Linked DNA regions of Ovis aries: region 2 is linked to region 1. A link is a contact called in public Hi-C data. All regions are on one chromosome and are shown on one strand. Each heading gives the region's core, a stretch centred on a gene start, on an enhancer-like site or on the middle of the called end of the contact. The rest is flanking DNA. Distances are from core to core; before and after follow the strand shown. Region 1 holds the start of NFE2L2 (NFE2 like bZIP transcription factor 2). Region 2 has its middle 41 kb from the start of HNRNPA3.

Evidence for each region. A called contact is a pair of places that touch in the nucleus more often than the background predicts.
Region 2: a contact with region 1 is called in a Hi-C map of hypothalamus, with 4 times the contacts expected there. The contact joins the enhancer-like site here to the promoter of NFE2L2 in region 1. A contact is called at or near these places in 2 of 16 Hi-C or Micro-C datasets (hypothalamus and tail adipose tissue).

What each region holds. Positions count from the first base shown.
Region 1 is chr2:132,851,777-132,855,615 of ARS-UI_Ramb_v3.0, forward strand. It overlaps NFE2L2 (NFE2 like bZIP transcription factor 2), which reads left to right and starts at 1,460. Exons shown (of 5, transcript XM_015093345.4): 1 at 1,460-1,652. The coding sequence starts at 1,608. It overlaps LOC132659203 (a long non-coding RNA gene), which reads left to right and starts at 2,138. Exons shown (of 3, transcript XR_009599321.1): 1 at 2,138-2,375. It also overlaps the pseudogene LOC132659200.
Region 2 is chr2:132,938,285-132,942,326 of ARS-UI_Ramb_v3.0, forward strand. No RefSeq gene overlaps it. Among named protein-coding and RNA genes, the nearest start is that of HNRNPA3, 41 kb to the left of the region's middle. Within about 2 kb of position 2,542, at least 17 of the 54 cell types and tissues checked have an H3K27ac peak or open chromatin away from gene starts, as enhancers often do. A contact at or near this core is called in hypothalamus, where this site is marked.

The sequences.
Region 1 (3,839 bases), core at 210-2,709:
TACTTCAATTACAGGCAATTAATTTAGGCTTCACTTACCTTAAGAAATATTCCAACATATAAATCAACAGGTAAGTCCTGGGAGGGTCAAATTACGCAACCAAGAGAAAGTAAGTTCTTTGCAGCTTTGGGGGCGTTGGTCTGCTGTAGTCAGGCTTTTATGGTTTTCTTTTTCTTTTTTTGGCGTCAGGTTTTTGAATGAAATAGTAAAACCAGTGCCAGACACTGTCTACTCCACCTGGTTTTGCATAATTCGAAGAAGTGATAAACTGAAAATCAGGCTTGTTAAAGAGCTAGAAAGAGTGCTGTTGCATAAGAGAAAACAAAACTAAACCATTTCTCTATTCTTTTTTAAATCATAAGATTTCACAATATTCCTGTTTTCAAGTACTTGAAGTTTGCTCTGGGCACTGACTACTTTTTAAATAATTGTTTTTAAGGTGCAGTGAATAATACACATTTATCGTAGATTTAAAACATACTTAAAGTAACAAAGAGATAAAAATCATTCAAGGTCCTGCAACTATTAATATTACTAGTAATATTTTGAAGAACTTTTTTTTTTCTAGGTACATGCTTTCACAGAACGGGTCCATACTACACAGTTTTATAACTTGTTTTTTGCGTTTTTGTTTTTAAAATCGTATCTTGAGTACGTGAAAACTTCTAGAGGTTATGACACGTTTGTAATATCGAACAGGGTTAAAAATCGCCATCTATGGTGTGGCGTGTGCACTCTGGTGGGAAGAGAATGCTCCGGATGGGCAAGCTCGACCACTCTCCGATCCAAAGAGACTTCTCCATTCGCCCTCGGGGACTGAAGCCTGGCCAGAGTGCAAGGCGTGGGAGTAAGTGGAGGGCGATCAGGGTGACCGAGCACGAGCTCCCCGCGCGGTCCACTCTTCCCCCGGGCCAGTCTCACTGGCTGAGCCGGAGCGAGAGGGCAGCTCGCCGTGAGCTGGGCCCAGGTCCCGGCTTCCGGCCCCCACCCCCCGGGCTGGCGCCACTCTCGGGCGGTGGGGAGAGAGAAAGCCGGGCAAGGTTCTGCAAATCCAAAGCAGGGAGGCGCAGCTCCGATACCATCGCCTTTGCCGAGTCTCCAAGCATGTTTGTTTCAACTGTTTAAACTGTTTCAAAGCACCCGAACCCCAGCGACCTTCGGCAAACAACTCAATCCCACGGGCGGGGAGCGATGGCCGTATTCGCTAGAAGGGCAAACTGACAGCGGAGGCAGGCGAGCTTCGGGGGCCTTCCTCCGGCACTCTGCCTGCCCGCAGCCGCCCCTGAGACCCCCGCCCGCAACTCTTTCCCGCCCCAGGACGGCCAGCTTCTTGCGTCAGCCCGGCGAGGGTGGGGGATTTTCGGAAGGTCGGCCCGGGCGGCTGGCTGGGGAAGGAAGGGCCTTGGGCTCTCGCCCCGCCCTCGCGGGGCGGGAGGCGGAGCGGGACAAGAGCCCGATCGGCGACTCCGGCCAAGTCAGGGAGAAGCGAGTTCCTAGGATCCCCCAGGAGCCGCCGCCGCCACCAGTACCGCCGTGTCCGCTCCAAGCCTCGGCAGCCGGAACAGGGCCGCCGTCGGGGAGCCTCAAAGCACCGTCCCCAGCTCAGCATGATGGACTTGGAGCTGCCCCCGCCGGGACTGCCGTCCCAGCAGGTGGTGCCAGGACGGGAGCAGGGGCGCGAGGGAGCCGCGGCCCGGGAGGGACAGCCGCATCGGCCTCTTTCCCCGTCTGTGGCCGGAGCGGACTGCAGCTGCCGCGCACACACCAGAGCCGCCGCGCTTGAGCTGGGGCCGGGGGAGGGGAGTGGCGACCCCAAGGGCTGCGAGGGGTATGGGGGCGCGGGGAATGGTGTGACTGACAACGCGCCCGCAGCCCCCGAGGGCGGTAGGGTTGGGGTTGGGGGGCTACGCCAGCGCGCGTGGGGGCGAAGTGCGTCTCTAACCGCGTCCCCGGTCGCCGGAGCCGAGATGCTGGAGCCGCGGCCGGCCCCCTCTCCGAGTTTGAGCGGCCGGGAGGCAACCGGGTAGGAGAGGGCGGACACTGGCGGTCTGAGCCGGCGCGGCCCGGCCCTTCCGGGGCTGCGCGGCTCCCCCGCCTCGGAGCCGGCAAAAATGTGCCTAGTCACGGGGCCACTCTCGGGGGAACTGAGGTCTCCGGGCTGGGACCCGGAACCCCTCCTCTGCCGCTGCTCCTCTGCTCAAGACCTCCGCGGGCGCGAGCCGCGGCGCTCTTACCCTGCTGAGGGTTCTCTTAGGCAGAGTGATCAATCACTCCAGCCTTGCGATCGCCCTGAGGCCGCTTGGCGAAAATGCCCAGCTCCCAGGGTGGGGGCAGGAGGAGGTCACCAAGCGCCCAGCGCACTCGGTTTCCCCGACGTACGGCGATCGAACCCTGCCCTGCGCGCCGCCTCGCCCCGAGGGAAGGGTTCGGGCTCTTAGAACTCTGAGTCGGCCCCTAGCAATACGCCGGCAAGGGCGGGTGGGGCGGTGGACTCTGAAGTCCGACGGGCCTTCGCCCCCCACCCCACCCCAGCTCCCCGGGGCTTCTCGATCCCGGCGCTGTGCTTCCCGGTGGCGCACGCCGCGAGCGTCGTCCCGGCGCCGTGACAGTGGCCGGTTGGCTGTCACGGCGGCCCTCAGTGGGCCCTTTCCTGCTTTGTAGCGTGCAAACCTTGCCGCGCCGGGGCCAAGGGACAAGTTGGAGCTGTTGATCTGTTGCGCAATTGTTATTTTCCCTAGGGCGGCTTTGTCTTTGGATTTAGCGTTTCGGAATTGCAATTCCAAAATGTGTAAGGCAGGATATTCTGTTCTCTGCTGTCAAGGGTAAGAATTTCGAGTGTAGATTAGCATTTCTGTTGTTTTTAGGCTGTTACTAAATGTTGCGCTTTCATACATTGTTTCTCTTTTGGGTGCTTTATGTAGTTTTCCTTTTCTGTTTGAGAATTTGCCTCAATTGCTTTCCTAGTATGTTGCTTTTGAGAGGGCAGAGGGTGGGACAGCTGTGTCTCATAAAACTTCGCTAACAAGTTCTGTAAATGTCGCAAATGTGGGAACAAGTTTCTGTGTATATTTTGTAGGGACTTTTTAAAGGAGTAGATAGTTTTATTTCCAATTTGTGCGTGTGAATGCGTTTTTTGGAAAAATATTTAGTTCAAGGAAATGTGTAACCTAATAGGAACGGTAAATATATTTAAGCTCTTAAACATCAAGCTTTAGACTAATCCTGAAGTAAGGTTTTGATATATTGACAATGTAGTGATTGTGCCTTTTTTTTCCCTTGGAAGCTGTTGTCTTGAACTTTCCCCCAGTAGTGATTAAGACTGTGTTCCTTCCTCCCCACGATATGAAGAAATAAATTGTGCTTTCCGATTCAGCTGCTGTTCAGTCCCTATAGCCATTTCTTTAATAATCTATATGACCAAAGGATATATGATGCTAATGGACTCTAGTTTTCCCAGATTCAGGAATGTAGCCTAGAGGGGTATATTACTGAAGTTTTTATTTCTTTCTTAACTATATAATTTACCATTCCATATACAAAAGTGGGTAAACATCTTTACTGCTTTTTCTTTTAAATGTGAACTTTCCAATTATGTTTGTTAAGGTAACTCCCTTTCCACCCTTTGTAATCAGACCTCAGTTTGCATATGCGAAGAGTATAAAAGAAAATGGAATAAAATTTAGAGTTAATGTCATGCCTGTAACTAAGATTCATATTAAATCTTTGTAGTCCAGGAAGATTTGGACAGAGTCATAAGTGGATTCTAACCTCTTGTCAAAGAAACACCAGGCAGGAGGTGGTACGGGGGTAAAAGTTCTTCCCCCTTTGTGCAAAGGAGG
Region 2 (4,042 bases), core at 1,292-3,791, 88 kb after region 1:
TTTATTTACTATATGTAGCTGTCACCTAGAAACAGGCCTACTTCGTTAAAAAAAATCAAGTGAGTTGCAGGGATAAAAATTCTATAGACTATTGACAGAGGAAGTCTTTTTTTTGTGGTTACTGGAGAGCTAGCCTATACACAGAATGGACTATACATGCTCTTTCTCAGTCTTATTCTTTAGCAGGAAAGCAGAGCTGTATCAATTTTGAATATGAAGGACAAAAACCAGCTCTAGAGATACCAAGCAATAGTCTAGGTATAGTTATGGGTTTAACACACTCATTTAATTTCATTGGAAAAAATAATGGAACTGGTGAAAAGTATTTATGGAACCAGAGGAAAGCATATTTTGCTGGTTTTACTTTATGTTTGAAGTTTTGGGTATAGCTCTACCCATAAATACTGAAATGCCTAGCATAAAGAACACAGCCTGGGGCATACCCCATAAAACTTACAGTGCAATTAAATGAGCAATTTCCACTGGAAATAAAATTGTTATGTTGAGTGGAATATGAATTAAACTGTGCATCGAACTCAGGCCTGCACTAGGCTTTTGCGAGGAACCTTCTGGTTTCAGTAGCAACCAACGCAGTCCATCTATAGGTTAAAGCCAGTAAGTAACAAAAGATAACTGTAGTTAGCATGAAGATCAGGGCATTTCAAATTATGGTTACTAAGTTTCCTTGTCATTATGCCTCTTGGATGGGCCCAGCAAAGTGATACTAGTGATAAAGGATTAAATCTGATCCTCCATTACACTGTACACACACTTCTTCCATTGTGTTTGCTATACAGAATTAAAAGAAAATATTTATTTATTTATTTGGCTGTGCCAGGTTTTAGCTGTGGCATGTGGGATCTAGTTCCCTGACCAGGGATCAAATCCCAGCTTCTGGCATTGGGAAGTTGGAGTCTTTGCCACTGAATCAAAACAGAAGTCCCATGCTATACAGAATTTCTGACATGTCCCTCAAAGTTTATTTTCACCTTCTGAATGTTCCCTTCTGCATCAAAGTCAGCCAGGTGTCCTTTGAAAAACATTCATGAAGATTTCAACTGGAAAACCAAAACATCATTAGCACAAATATTGGTTGGTGTTAGAGACCACATTCTGTCCTGTTTCATTTCTGGAACCTTATTGGGAGACTAAAGGTCGATGATTCACTGCTATCTTAAGGGAAAACTCGGCTCAGGAAAGGATTTATGTCTGTGGCCCTGTGAGGTGCCACAGGTATATGTTTGATTTGGGGAAGGACTCGCTTAAAAGTACAGAGTGAGTGATTGATAGTTGCTCATTCATGTCCAATTCTTTGCTACCCAATGGACTGTAGCCTGCCAGGCTTCTCTGTCCATGGAATTCTCCAGGCAAGAATACTGGGGTGGGTTGCCATTCCCTTCTTTAGAGGATCTTCCTGACCCAGGAATCAAACCCAGGTCTCCTGCACTGTAGGCAGATTCTTTACCATCTGAGCTATCAGGGAAGCCCTGAATGAATATTACCTAACCCACTCAGGTATTCTTGCCTGGAGAATCCCATGGACAGAGGAGCCTGGTGGGCTACAGTCCACGGGGTCACAAAGAGTCGGACACGACTGAGCAACTTCACTTTCACTTTCAAAATGTTTACAAGTCAAACTATGTATCTTTTTGAAATTGCATCATTTCACTGTAGTTTTGTCTGAATTCAACTTCTCTTGCCAAAATAAGTTGTGTCTGTCATTTTTCTAATTGCAAAAATGAATATATATGAATATGAAACATTCCAAATGAAAAAATATTTTCCAAGGCAGCGTATATTTTGAATTTTCCAAGTACTTGTCCCACCCAGAGCTACATCTCAGCGTATCTTATTTGCATATCTATAGTTTCTGTCCTGAACCAAACAAATATACTGTTTCCTGTTCTTTTGTCCAGGGGCTGGTTTTCCTAAAATGAGCAATTGTGTGTTTAGATGGCTGATCAGTTCCTCCTGACAGATCTGCAGCCATGGAAGTGTCTGGAAGCACAGGATGAGGTAACTGAAAGCTGGTCTCTTGGAGCCAGGAAGTGGAAATTTGAAGCTAGTTACAAGAGAGGAAGATGTAGGAGTTAATTAGGAGCTAAAGCTGTAAAGTCCCTTTCTGTGTGTGACCCTGATGTATCAGACATTTCTCTCTTAGACTAAAGGCATAGTAAAAAAAAAAAAAGCCACTTTATTTAGATTAACAGAGCATTATATAACCGGAAAATTTTACAGTTTTATGTGTATAGTGAATAGTTTGTAAAGGAAAAGACTTCCCCTCTGTTTATTGTTTGGATAAGGGGGGAAAAAAAAAAAAGCAACCCACCAATTGTTTAATGAGGCATCTCTCTTTTTTTGAAGACAATAGCTTGGAGGCATAAAATTGGGTTATTTTAATCGGAATCGCAGCTCCTATGTTACTGCTTTTCACAGTTAAAATCATTTCCTATTTTCCTGGGAAAGCTCTGGTCAGTTTGAAAACGTCTTTGTTAATTAGCAAGCTATGACGCAATGCATCTATATATCTTTAGAGCTCTGGCGCCAGCTAGTGGTAGAATAGGGAAGACGCGTGGTTCGCTCCCAAATTGGAGAAGCGGCTGTCATCTTGTTGTCTCACCTTAACCATCATTCTTCCGCATTCCCCAGCGGTCCGTCCCGACACCCACCCGCCCCCCGCCGTCCGTCAGTACAACAGGGGATCATTGCAGTGTGGCCAGAGTAGGGCAGACCAGATTACAGCTGAAAGGAGAGGAAAGTGGTGAGCAGGGGCTCAGAGAGGAAAAGCCAGATGAATGCAATCGTTATTCCAAAGGGTTTGAGAAGCGATCATTCATTTGAAGTACTCTTGCCAGGTTGGTGCAGCAGCTCAATCTTTTGCCACTGGATGTTTAGCCTTTTGTTTTTCATTTATATGTATATGCTGCTGCTAAGTCGCTTCAGTCGTGTCCGATTCTGTGCGACCCCATAGATGGCAGCCCACCAGGCTCCCCCGTCCCTGGGATTCTCCAGGCAGGAACAGTGGAGTGGGCTGCCATTTCCTTCTCCAATGAGTATATAATTAGAACACGTACTAACTATGGAGTTTCACCACAAACACAGCACTGATAACAGACACGTTGTAGGCCTAAATTTGTGTTCATTTTTAAGCAGCGAATATTTCTACTGTGAATAGGCTCTGCTACCTTCATACTGGTACAACTCAAAGATGAAAAACTCTCAAATGGTTAATAAAGCAGAAACCTCTTAAGATGATACTTGTAGCTGGTACACCATGAAAAAATGTAAAAATTCCAGGCAAAAGACACTTTATTTGGATTGCATGAAGTAAATTTAGTCTTGAAGCCCAGTGTGCTCTTCAGTTGAAATAGGTTCTGATGATTTGCAGGAAAACTGAAAACATGCAGTATTTATTTTAAGAACAAAGAATCTTTGGCAGGCCATTTTTCTCATTTAATTAGGCCATAACTGATCTTACTAGGGTTATGGAGGGACTTTAAATGCTAATAAATAAAGTCTAAAGCTGAGACATTTCTTTCATTAAATAGCAGAAACTGTTTATAACTCTATGATTGCTAAAATCAATTACTAGTACTAATATTCAAAGTGAAATTTACTATGAAAACAAGTTGAAGCTTTTGAAGAACTTTCCTTTTTAAATGTCATTTGTATGTCTGTATCTATCAGTTATAGATAATAATAATCTGATCTGCAATTTTTTGTAATATTTTTGGAAGGCAGATATAATTTAGAGAAAGTTTCAGGCAGGAAGAATTGTCACTCTTACCTGGGAGTCTAATTTATGTTACTGTGCTTTTGGGGAGATATACTTAAAATCTTCTCTATGTGAGATAGATGGTGAAATAGCTGGTCATGGTTTTGCTCTGGGAAATTTACATAAGCTACTATTTTAAGCTTATACTTTTGCTAAAAGCTGCATATTTCATATTAAAAATTACCTAACCTTATTAGTCAAGTTAAAGTGTAGATGTGTTCTGTTTGATTTTAAACATCTTATAACTTTTAGTGAATAATAAGACCC